Regions from separate parts of the Mus musculus genome. Here region 1 is linked to region 2. Evidence: chromatin contacts called from public HiChIP or PLAC-seq data. All regions are on one chromosome and are shown on one strand. Each heading gives the region's core, a stretch centred on a gene start, on an enhancer-like site or on the middle of the called end of the contact. The rest is flanking DNA. Distances are from core to core; before and after follow the strand shown. Region 1 holds the start of Mtbp (Mdm2, transformed 3T3 cell double minute p53 binding protein). Region 2 has its middle 2.7 kb from the start of Gm26296.

Evidence for each region. HiChIP or PLAC-seq counts read pairs in DNA pulled down with a chosen protein or histone mark.
Region 1: a contact with region 2 is called in an H3K4me3 HiChIP or PLAC-seq map of the SCID.adh cell line, with 27 read pairs. The contact joins the promoter of Mtbp here to the enhancer-like site in region 2. A contact is called at or near these places in 9 of 39 promoter capture datasets (the 3T3-L1 cell line, 3T3-L1-derived adipocytes, the HPC-7 cell line and 6 more), 1 of 15 datasets of contacts at CTCF or cohesin (the NIH/3T3 cell line), 3 of 484 Hi-C or Micro-C datasets (the HPC-7 cell line, the N1E-115 cell line and bone marrow-derived macrophages), 24 of 115 datasets of contacts at active chromatin or transcription factors (DN3 thymocytes, the SCID.adh cell line, T-cell acute lymphoblastic leukemia and 16 more) and 3 of 9 other capture datasets (adipose tissue, liver and pancreatic islet).

What each region holds. Positions count from the first base shown.
Region 1 is chr15:55,554,888-55,560,438 of GRCm38.p6, reverse strand. Mtbp (Mdm2, transformed 3T3 cell double minute p53 binding protein) reads right to left here and starts at 3,031. Exons shown (of 22, transcript NM_134092.3): 1 at 2,702-3,031; 2 at 1,858-1,938. The coding sequence starts at 2,819. Mrpl13 (mitochondrial ribosomal protein L13) reads left to right here and starts at 3,127. Exons shown (of 7, transcript NM_026759.3): 1 at 3,127-3,181; 2 at 4,996-5,119. The coding sequence starts at 3,155.
Region 2 is chr15:55,262,770-55,267,877 of GRCm38.p6, reverse strand. No RefSeq gene overlaps it. Among named protein-coding and RNA genes, the nearest start is that of Gm26296, 2.7 kb to the right of the region's middle. Within about 2 kb of position 1,642, at least 55 of the 459 cell types and tissues checked have an H3K27ac peak or open chromatin away from gene starts, as enhancers often do. A contact at or near this core is called in the N1E-115 cell line, the SCID.adh cell line, adipose tissue and 4 more, where this site is marked.

The sequences.
Region 1 (5,551 bases), core at 1,782-4,281, 290 kb before region 2:
TGTAGTAATTTTTTCCAATAGATAACCAGAAAAGGCATTTGCTGAGAAAGATGAAGAATAGCAAGAAAACAAAGTTATGGGTGCTAAAGTGCTTTTCAAACCTATATAAATAGAGTTCTAGGTTAGTTACTGTGACAAACATGCTAAAACCGGTAACGATGTCTGTCCCAGGGAAAATGGTGCTAGCAAGAAACAGTCAAATTAAAGGAATGCATGGATAGTTCGCAAGACTGACAGCCCAAAGAAAAAACACTAGAAGCTGATAGAACTAGAGTACAAGTCGCCAAAGCACAGAAACGATGCTAAATCTGTATAAGTTCTATGATGGCAAAGTAGAACTTGATGCCCGACTGTTTTCAGCAGATTTAACAAAGAAACAAAATACTTCAATTGCACTGTGTCTCATGTTATAACCTACAGAACACACAGTAAATATTATCTTTACTATTTCTTTCACTGTCTTACATATTTAAAACAATCAGTGTTTTAAATTCTTTTTAGTTGCATTGTGTGTGTGTGTGTGTGTGTGTGTGTGTGTGTGTGTAGACACCTATGTGTCACACTCTGTGTGGAGATCAGATAGATGACTTGCAGGCGCTGCACTTCTCCTTCAGTATAGGTCCTGGGGAATGAACTCAGGTCATCAGCCTTGAGAGCAAGCAACCCCACCCACTGAGCCATTAAAAACCAACAAGAGTTTTTAATTAGCTTTGATAGGAATGTTACAGGTCATGGAACAATTCTACTGTCTAATTGATTATTGAACTGGGATGGTCTTGCATGCCTTCAGTACACATCACTTGCAGAGTTCTGCATTACTGTACAAAAGGGGTGTCTTATAAGAAACCCTGTCCTTCCAAGCAGAGTGAATACTTTCATGAGAACCCAGTCTAGAATGTTTTAAAGAATTCGCTAAACTTTACCAACTTCAGAAATTAATAAGAGTACCATTAGAACGTGGACAACAGGCTAGTACAGTGCCTACATACTGGAAATCAATCCTTAGTGGTGAGAGCTGCCCCCGAGACTAGAGGTTCTCCAATAAGGAAGGGAGCCGATTATAACAGAATCATGAGAGCTGCAGCTCTCAAAAGGAGGCTATTTTTTCCTGCCAACTATAGACACTTCCTTCAGCTTGTAGGATCTGATCTGTCTCCATATTCATATTTTCTGGGCCTTAAAGGATATTATCAGATGGAGAAGTAAAAGAGAAGAAAATTATCAAATACATTTACAAATAGATATATTTGTAAAGTACCAATAGAACTAAAAGTAGGGAAGATTTCTTGCCCCCCCCCCAAAAAAAAAAGTAGTGAGAACTTCAGAAAGTCAAAGCAGATGACTCAAAGCTGTTTTTGCTTTAAGAGAATCAGTAAAATAGACAGGAAAACAACACCCACATGTGGTAAAGAAGGCAGAGTGGGAGCTGTAACGGGTTGTCTTTACTCAAGACAAGAACCCTTCCACAAGCAGGGCAGTGGTGGCACATGCCTTTAATCCCAGCACTTGGGAAGACAGAAGCAGGCAGATCTCTGTGAGTTCAAGGCCAGGCCGGTCTACAGATAAAGAGTTCCAGGAGAGCAAGGGTTATATGGAAGCAAAACTCTCACAATGGGAACCCAGAATAACTTTTATAAAAACTTACAACATTCAAATATCAGGAAGGAATAGTAATGTAGTTGAGGTTTTCTTTAAGATACCCCCATAGCCCTGTGCCTCTCAAGTCAACAAGTCTTTCTTGTACTCCTAGGTTATCAAACTGACTGATTTCCAAAAAAATGCTGTGTCAGACTTTGGGGGTGGGGGGTGGTGGTGGATAGGAGAGGAATTTCATTACCATTACACTTCTGTACTTACCAGGGAATGTACTGTCATCTGGATGGATTGAATCGCTGATGCTTCTCTTCAAGAGGTGATAAATATTGGTTGCGGTCAAATCTATAAAAATAAAGACCTGACTCAGTCATCTAACTCAAGAGTTAACATAATCTAGGGCCTGTTTCCATTTCACTATCAGAGGATCTGAAGGCCAGTAAGTTGTAGACAGAATACATGTTGACCAAGTCTATTCAAGTGCTGACACCGCAGAGAAAACAGCCAAGTCTCCTCATTTGTATATGCTAATCAGTAACAAGAAATCAAAACTTCCTTCCAAAAGAAGTATATACGAACTATATACATTTCTTCCTAAAAATGTCTGCTTAATCAAAACAAGGAAAACGTAATATTGAGATTAGTCAAGTACGCCAAAAAAGCAATGCAGCTAAAATCTTTTAAAGCTGGTCATTTCTCTTTTTTTAGTGTGGAATGTTTCCTTCATAGAATGTAAAACTCAGATCTGCAGAACCTATCATTTCTTTCTGTGCTTTCTTCAAGGTGGTAGGAACGCCAAGGGACACTTCTTTCTGCAAGCATACCTTCCCTAAAAGCAAAAATTCGATGACTATGCCACCAGAAGATTCAACCAGGCAAATATTCAGTTCACCAAGCACTTGGGACACTGGCATCTAATACCCACAACTTTATATCTTTTCCATTGACATACTACTGCTCAGTTCTTATAGAAACTACTTCAGAGAGTTAGTTGCACGTTCCCGGGACCATTCGACCTATGCGCCTCCCTCCGGGATTTCATCAGAAACTCAAATCCTTCGCTTCCCCGCCGCCGGTCGTTCCCGCCTCTTCTCCGCCCAGAGCTTACCGGGCTGTTTGTCGGTGCTCTCCAGGGATGTCGCCTCAGTGCCAGGCTCGATCTCCCCACCCGCCACGGATCGAAACTTCCCTTCCCTCCAGGTGACCAGCAGCAAGTACCGATCCATCCTCTTCGCGCCCGGACTCAGTGTTAGGTCTCAAAAGAGCCGCGCGCAACGTGCACTTCCGGTTTCCTGCCGCTCAGGTTGGCTGCAAAATAATGTCCTACGTCGGTTTTCCCGCCAATTATTGTGGGAAATTATTCTCTCAGGAGCCACACTCTCTGCTCCTCTCATAACGAAACCGCTACCGGCGGGGACCCGAGTGTGGCGGGGAAGCAGATGAGCGCACGCGACGGCAGTAGGAACCTTCATGCTCGGGTGTCTGTGTTTCCCGCCGGACCCGTGGTGCTGGTTCCCCGGCGGGGCGGGTGCAAAGTAAAGGACGCCGCGGGTCGGAGAGCATGTCCAGCTTCTCTAGGGCGCCCCAGGTGAGTTTGCGCGTTTCGGGCAGGATAGTGTGCTCAGTACGCTGGCGAAAATGAAGAGCAGTGTTCACAGGGATTTAGTGCAGAAGCTGAGCTTTCAGGGAAGCTGACACCCGTACCCAAGAAATGCTTTAGGAGTCACTTACCAGAGGGTTGTGAGTCTGCCTACCACTTGATATCTTTGTTTTGGCTCCTTTCTCTCCTCAGTCTGCCCCTTTCGTGTCTTTTGTTCCTTGCGGAAAGAGAGCTAAAGTGAAATAATAGGTTGAATGACGTGGGGCAGTAAAAACCACTAAAAGATGTTTATTTTTGTTTAGTACAGTAGGGGAGGGGGAAGGGAAGGTGTGGAGCTGTAGCTGATGTAGCGTAGCATGCCTGGGTTCCATCCCCAACACCGCATAAACCTGGAATTATGGTGCACGCATGTTATCCTAGCACTTGGGAGGTGGAGGGAGAAAGATCCGAAGTTCAAGGCCAGCCTTCTCCGATACTTAGTGAGCTTGAAGTCAAGCCTGCGCTGCTTAAGACTGTTTATAAAGAATGAAGACCTGTTGTAGAGTTTTGACCTAGAAGTCTTAGGCATCAGAAGGATCAAGCAAGCACTCAAGCCGCCAGGTGGAAGATAAACTGTTCACAGATGGGAGATCTTTGAAGGGCTAAAGGGAGAATTCAGTTAGAATTCTATTTTAGTGTACCACACAAAATACTCATTTTACAAGTCAGGCTGAAACATTGGAGTTCTAAGAAGTCCACAATATATATTAAAGATTTGAATGTGGGTGTAAAGAGAAACAAGAATAACTTTTAAGAATTCTGGTTTGGGCAACCGGAAGGCTGACTCATAGGGAATACTGAAACTGAAGCAGATTCTAGATAGAAGAGAAAGAATTAGTTTCTGATATGTTAATCCAAGACAACTCCTAGCCTAACACTACTTGAAGTACATTTCCTTTAAATGTAGTTGTTACCTGTCTATAATCAGGTAAATAACAGATGTGAATATTTAAAACTTTGACAGCAAGTTGACATGTGGCAGTATTTCTATTATTTATCAAGCTTTTTTAAAGTATTAGTTCACATGGAATGTGGTAAACTTGTCTTTTGCGTATGCATAGGCTAGTTTAAAATTTAGGATAACTAATATGAAACCACAAGCTTATAAGTGTATTTTTCTAGCATATAATCCTTGTGTATATGCATATGAAAGTACCTGGACAAGATCTTTCTGGAATAGAGATAATTTCCTTAGTTTGGAGGCATTGAAGACAGTGATTTTATCAGATGACCTAAAGATGTCTTGGAAGACAGGCCTGTAATACCAGCTATTCTAGAGAATGAAGTGGGGATAGTTGTAATTTCAAGCCTTTGGCGGGTACAGGGTGAACTCGAGGCTAAGCTGAGTAACTTGGTGAGACTCTTGTCTCAAAAGCATGAAAGGGGTTAGTGATGGGTCTCAGTGGTAGAGTGCTTGCCTGGTTTCTCAGTTCTCACACACACATAGACATACTGAATCTAAGCTATACTGCTCTGATTGCATAGTTGTGTTTAGCTCTCCTAGAACTGAGTTCTTGAATAATCTTCAGTTGGCAGTTGGCCACTCAGCTTTCTGTGTAACATGCCTTACTATCTTAATGCCATAACAAGAAAAGACCTCAGAACTGGTAATGGAAACAAATTACACACCCACACAAACTAGTGATAGTCTGTTTTTCAAAGTAATTGCTGGCATTAGTTATAGAATACCCATAATAGTGTATAGTAATGGTTTTAATTGTTTCCATTTTAACTAGAATTTTCTTATTCTCTTTATTTCCTAGCAATGGGCCACTTTTGCTCGAATGTGGTATCTCTTAGATGGCAAAATGCAGCCCCCTGGCAAACTTGCGGTTATAGCATCCAACAAACTGCAAGGATTAAATAAACCAGTGTACCATCAGCTGAGTAAGTACTGCCTTAGATCCGTCATGGGCAGCCGTGCTTTACAACTCCAGAATAGGAACTTCATGAGGTTTCACGGGACTGTGTTCAAGGGCTCCTTTCTGCGTGTATATAAAGATTCTCTATTCTATTCCTTCTGGAAGACCTCATCAGGTGCTAAACTGAATTTGATGGTGTGTGTGTGTTTTAAACAGTCCCATTTGATACTATTACTAAACAAAAACCCACCAGTAACCTTACTTGCACTCCAGTGCTGTCCTGATTTCCACTGTAAATTGAGTTTCCCTTCTTCCACTAGTCTCTTCTCATGACGACATGCCTTTGAGTGGAGAGGTTTTAATAGATGTTGCCTATTTTCTAAAATTTTTCCCCTGGGAAGGTAGAGCCAGCTTGATGTGATAAGTTGCCTTTCACTCTTGAATTGAAGATTTGTTT
Region 2 (5,108 bases), core at 393-2,892:
GGAGGAGCCAGGGATCAGAAACAGCAGCATTGTGGGTAGGTAGCGACCCACCCCTATAATCCCAGCTGTCAGGAGGCTGAGGCAGGAGGGATGAGTTTATAGACAGTGTAGGGTCAGTAAGACCCTGTCTCTAAAACATAAATTTAAAAATTTAAAACGTGTTTTGCTCTCCAGGAACAAGTCTTATTCTAGATTTTTCTTCCCCATTAAGTGCATACCATGACCTTGTGCTCTTGGCCCTTGCCCATAAACTGGGAATTTTATGAGTACTTATAATGGAATTGTTGTAAACCTTCCATAGAAAACATTTAGCAAAGCATATATTTAGACTGCAATAAATACTCTATGTTATTTCATGTGCAAGTGTGGGGCTTGAGGCCCTGTGCAAGCTGAACAAGTTTCCTAGCACTGAACTATACCCACTGCCCCAGCATTTACCTACTACTGCTCGGTTCTTCTTTTTTCTTTTCTTTTTCTTGTTTTTGTTTTGTGTTGTTTTGGTTTTGGTTTTAAGATGTATTTATTTTATATATGTGAGTAAGCTGTTGCAGTCTTCAGGTACACCAGAAGAGGGCGTCAGATCCCATTACCGATGGTTGTGAGCCACCATGTGGTTGCTGGGATTTGGACTCAGGACCTCTGGAAGAGCAGTCATTCTTTTCTTTTTATTGGCAGCGGCTGGCTATGTGTCCCAGGCTGCTCTCAAATTCCTGAGCCTCCTCCCTCAGCTTCCTGAGTGTTAGGTGGGTGTCACTAGGTTTGGTTTCTATTGGCTGATAGGTTATTTCTCCACTGGTGAAATGAGCCCATTCAAGCCAGATTAGATTATATACAGGCAGGTTTATTGAAAAGCTGCTCTAGGGTCCAAAGCCATCATGGGGAGAGAGAAGTGGGGAGCGGGGAGAGAAAGAAAGGGCATGCACTGGCTGCAGAGAGAGGAGAGGGAGGGAGAGGAAGAAAGGGAGGGAGGGAGGGAGAGAGAGATCTCTGTGGGAAGAGCAGCCCAGCACCTGGGATGGAACGTTCAGGGTTGGGGGGTAGGATAGACGAAGTAGGGACTGAGGGATGCTGGGAGAACCTGGAGACGAGCTATGCTTTGATATGTAAAATATGTCCTCAGTTCCTTATCCCGGGGTGGGGGCAGGGAGTCAGAAACCACACCTTGGCTATTTCTAAGAATGTTTCTCTGACCTCAAAATGACTACCTGAACCAGCAAATATATAAGGTGTCCAGTGAAAAATCTTAAAATGTTCTGTTAAGTTTGCTGCTTCCTCCTCTTGTGGACCCAGCCAGGAGAGTGTGCCTGACAAGAAACAGGCAAAGAAGCCTCTAAGTGAATAAATAGGAAAGGGACTGGACTATTCGGTACTTGTGATACACTTGTGATATGAAGAAACCAAACAAATGTTAATGAAGTAAGATGGGCCCCTGCGTTCTAGAACCTTCTACCATGTCGGGCATGTAAAGTGCTAGTTTTCACAGTGGATGCAGCTCATAGTGGTGGTGAGAAAAATCTGCAAACACAAGCGTTCCTTGTGTCCCTCAACTCACTGACAGGCCTCCGCAGCCTCCCATGTTCCTCAGAGCTAGCTGTGTTTGTTTATGTCGGTCTCTGCTGTTACATATCGGATCTGGGACTTTTCCTGCTTAATATTTAACTTGCCCCGGGGTTCCTGTGCCACACAGCTCATGGACTAGCAGGGTTGAGTTTAAGGACTCCGTGTTTGCTGTCTTAGCCTGCACTGCCGCAGAAACACAGATTTTTTTTTTCTTTTTTCTATTTTTAATCAGGTCTTGTTCTGTGTCAGCCACCCGTACCTAAACAAGGTCGATATAAAAGTTACAGCAAATTAGACAAAGCCCAGGCTATCCGATGCTCCGCCCAGTCAGACTGGACCGCCAGGTGCCACTCTCCACCTTCATTAAGCCCTTGTTAGGAATCTTTGTGGACCCAAGCATAGCAGACTTCCAGAAATGGGCTTAATATTTAACCCCAAGGGAGCAAAGAACAATAAACATGAAATAAAGTCTCACGAAGCTACAAAAGAGTCACGCAGGGAAAAACTGTCAAGTCCTGGGAGGAAGGAGAGGAGACCTTGTAAGGTCTTGACCTAACGCGTCCTTATTCTGCTGGGTGTTTTGATAGATGTTCCCAGCAAGCAGCAGCCGGCGCTTTTACTATCTGACCACAGAAAGCCTGTGTGAACAGAAGCGCTGGGAGGTGGTGTGCCTTACGTCATCCCAGCACGAATCTCCAACACCTCTAGACTAGTCCGCCCCCGACGAATGATGTCTCAACTAAGATGTGCTCAGGACAAGCCGCTTCTCTGTAATCAAAACTGAATCTCCAACATATCCGGAGAGTGTAGCTGTGGGATATACCATACTGCAGCTGTACACATGTCAATCACTTTATTGCTTCCCTAACAGGCTGTAAAAACTCTTTGGAATCTGATAGGGCAGGACCTAGATACTGCTATCTAGCCTTGTGTGGCAATGATTTTACGTGGAATGTTTAAGCACGCACTTAGTGTGTGCATATGCTGTTTATGTGTGGGTGCACATATGTCACAATGCAGGTGTATATAGAGGTCAGAGGACAACTTGTGGTCCCCTGGTTTTCTCCTGCTACTAAGTGGGTTTTTATAGGGGCTTAAATTCATTCACCAAGGTCAGTAGTAATAAATTATTTCTCTACACTGGACAAGTAAGTCGATTCAAAACATTAAAATATGTATAAATGTAAGTTTATTGGGAAGGGGCTCCCTGGTGGTTGAGTTCATGGCCCCAAGGGAAAAGGCGGGATAGTCATCATGGGAACGGACACAGAGGGGAGGGGAAAAAGAAAGAGAGAAAGCATGTGTATAGAGAGAAGGAAAGGGGGAAGACAGAAGAGGAGGGGGTCGGAGGCCAAAAGGTCTGATTATATAGGGAAGAGCCTCAGGGGGAAGGGCAGCCCAGCCCCTGGGCTGGAAAGTTCAGGGTTGGGGGAGGGATATGCAGGGTTGGGACTGAGGAATGTTGGGAGAGCCTGAAGGCGAGGTCTGCTTTGATATGTAAAAATATTATGCATCTCAGTCCCTTGTCCCTGGGTCTGAAGACAAACAGTTAGTAAGGCTCTTTACCTGCTGAGCTATCTCACCAGCCCTACATTTTAAGTTTTGATGGTTATACTTGGTTAGTTATTTCTACATAATTTAAACATTTAGCTGATTAAGATTTTAATTTAGGCAGATGTGGTGGTGGCCTGGCTCTAATCCCACAGTATGTGGCCCGCTGAAGAAGCTGGAGGGTCAGGAGTTCAAAGTCATCTTCAGCCTCCTATCAGTTTTTAGGCTAGCCTGGGCCACATTAAGAACCTGTGTATATAAGAAACAAAACAAACCAGCACAAACAACCAGGGGCTGAAGAGATGACTCAGCTCTTTAGAGTACTGGCTGCTCTTAGAGAGGACCCAGGTTCATTTCCCAGCATCCACAGGGTGGCTCTGAACTCCACCTGGTGGGTCTGTAACTCCAGTTCCAGGGAGATGCAATGCCTTCTTTGATCTCTCTGGGCATCAGTCAAGCATGTGATGCAGACAGAACATTTATACACATAAAATAAACATTTAAGATCTGAAATAAGAGAAAACAATTATAAAAATTTTATAGCTATTTTATTTGCTTTCTTATATTCTACCCCCTCCCTTCCAACCCTTATTCCCTCTATACCCCAATACCAGGTAGGATAGAAAGGTTAGTCTAGAAATGAGGTGTAGGTCTCTTTAAACTACTTCCTACTGGATAGGAACATTGAGTTCCTTGGAGGAAAGTCCAATCTTTGTCTAGTTAGGAAATGTCCAATTTCTTCTTATCTTTTTTTTTCTCTAGACCATCAACAACAGCAGGAGCAGGAACCATCAGGAGAAACAGTCACACACACACACACACACACACACACACACACACACACACACACCCCTCCTTCAAAGTTCCCTCTCAGGGCTGTGGCCTTTATACTCTTTCCATATTCCTCCTAGGAATTATACTATCAGCAGCCGGCAGAATCATACCCCAGCCAGAGCAGGCATGAGACAATTAGTCTGCTGCTGTGGACAATCAGAAGCAGCCCCATATTCCACTCCTGGGGTTAAGACAAAAGCATGTTCATATAAGATAATAAAATTCTCACTTCAGAGCCGGGCGTGGTGGCGCATGCCTTTAATCCCAGCACTTGGGAGGCAGAGGCAGGTGGATTGCTGAGTTCGAGGCCAACCTGGTCTACAAAGTGAGTTCCAGGACAGCCAGGGCTACACAGAGAAACCCTGTCTCGAAAAAACAAAAACAAAAACAAAAACAAAAATTCTCACTTCAGAAATAAGTATACCAAAAATACCAAGATGATTTGCCAAGTCCTGCATAGCCTTGTGGAAGGGTCAGCATGGAGCAGAGCTGGTCATGGGCTTCCATGAGTGTTGCTGGTTGCTAGGCGTAAGGTAAGGCTTGTTTGTATAATAATGTATTACACTTCATGTTCCTCCTTCGGGAAATATTCTCCCTGTCAAGGTCCATGATAATTAGAAACAGCAGGAGTCCAAGAGTTAAGGGTGTCTAAAGATCCTCAGACATGGTAAATACTGTGACCTTTAGGACAGCCCTTAAGACTGTGGGAAAGAACTCTGAAAACATGAGTTCATGAATGTATAGCTTTTCAACTGTACAAAATATAAGGATGCAATATGAAATGTATAAGGGGCTTCATGGACCTAAAAGAACAAAGGCAGCTGCATTAATGAACCAGCTTGTCAGGAAGATACAAAGGCAGGCAGATTTCTGAGTTCAAGGTCAGCCTAGGACAGAACAAGTTTATGCCCAGGCTTGGTGAGGATGGGATTTTACCCAGCTAAATTTATTGTTTGTGTGCACAAAGGTAGGCAGATCTCTAAACTCATTTGCTATGTTTAAAAACAAAACAAAACAAAACAAAACTTGCTGTCTCTTTCTAAGGATCAAGAGGCTAAGGTCATAAAATGCTGATTTGTGGGATAGTTAAAAGGGAACCTGGGTAAATGACTAAATGTGTAAATAAAAGACTGGGCTTTGTGCTTCGAAAGCTACCCAGAGAG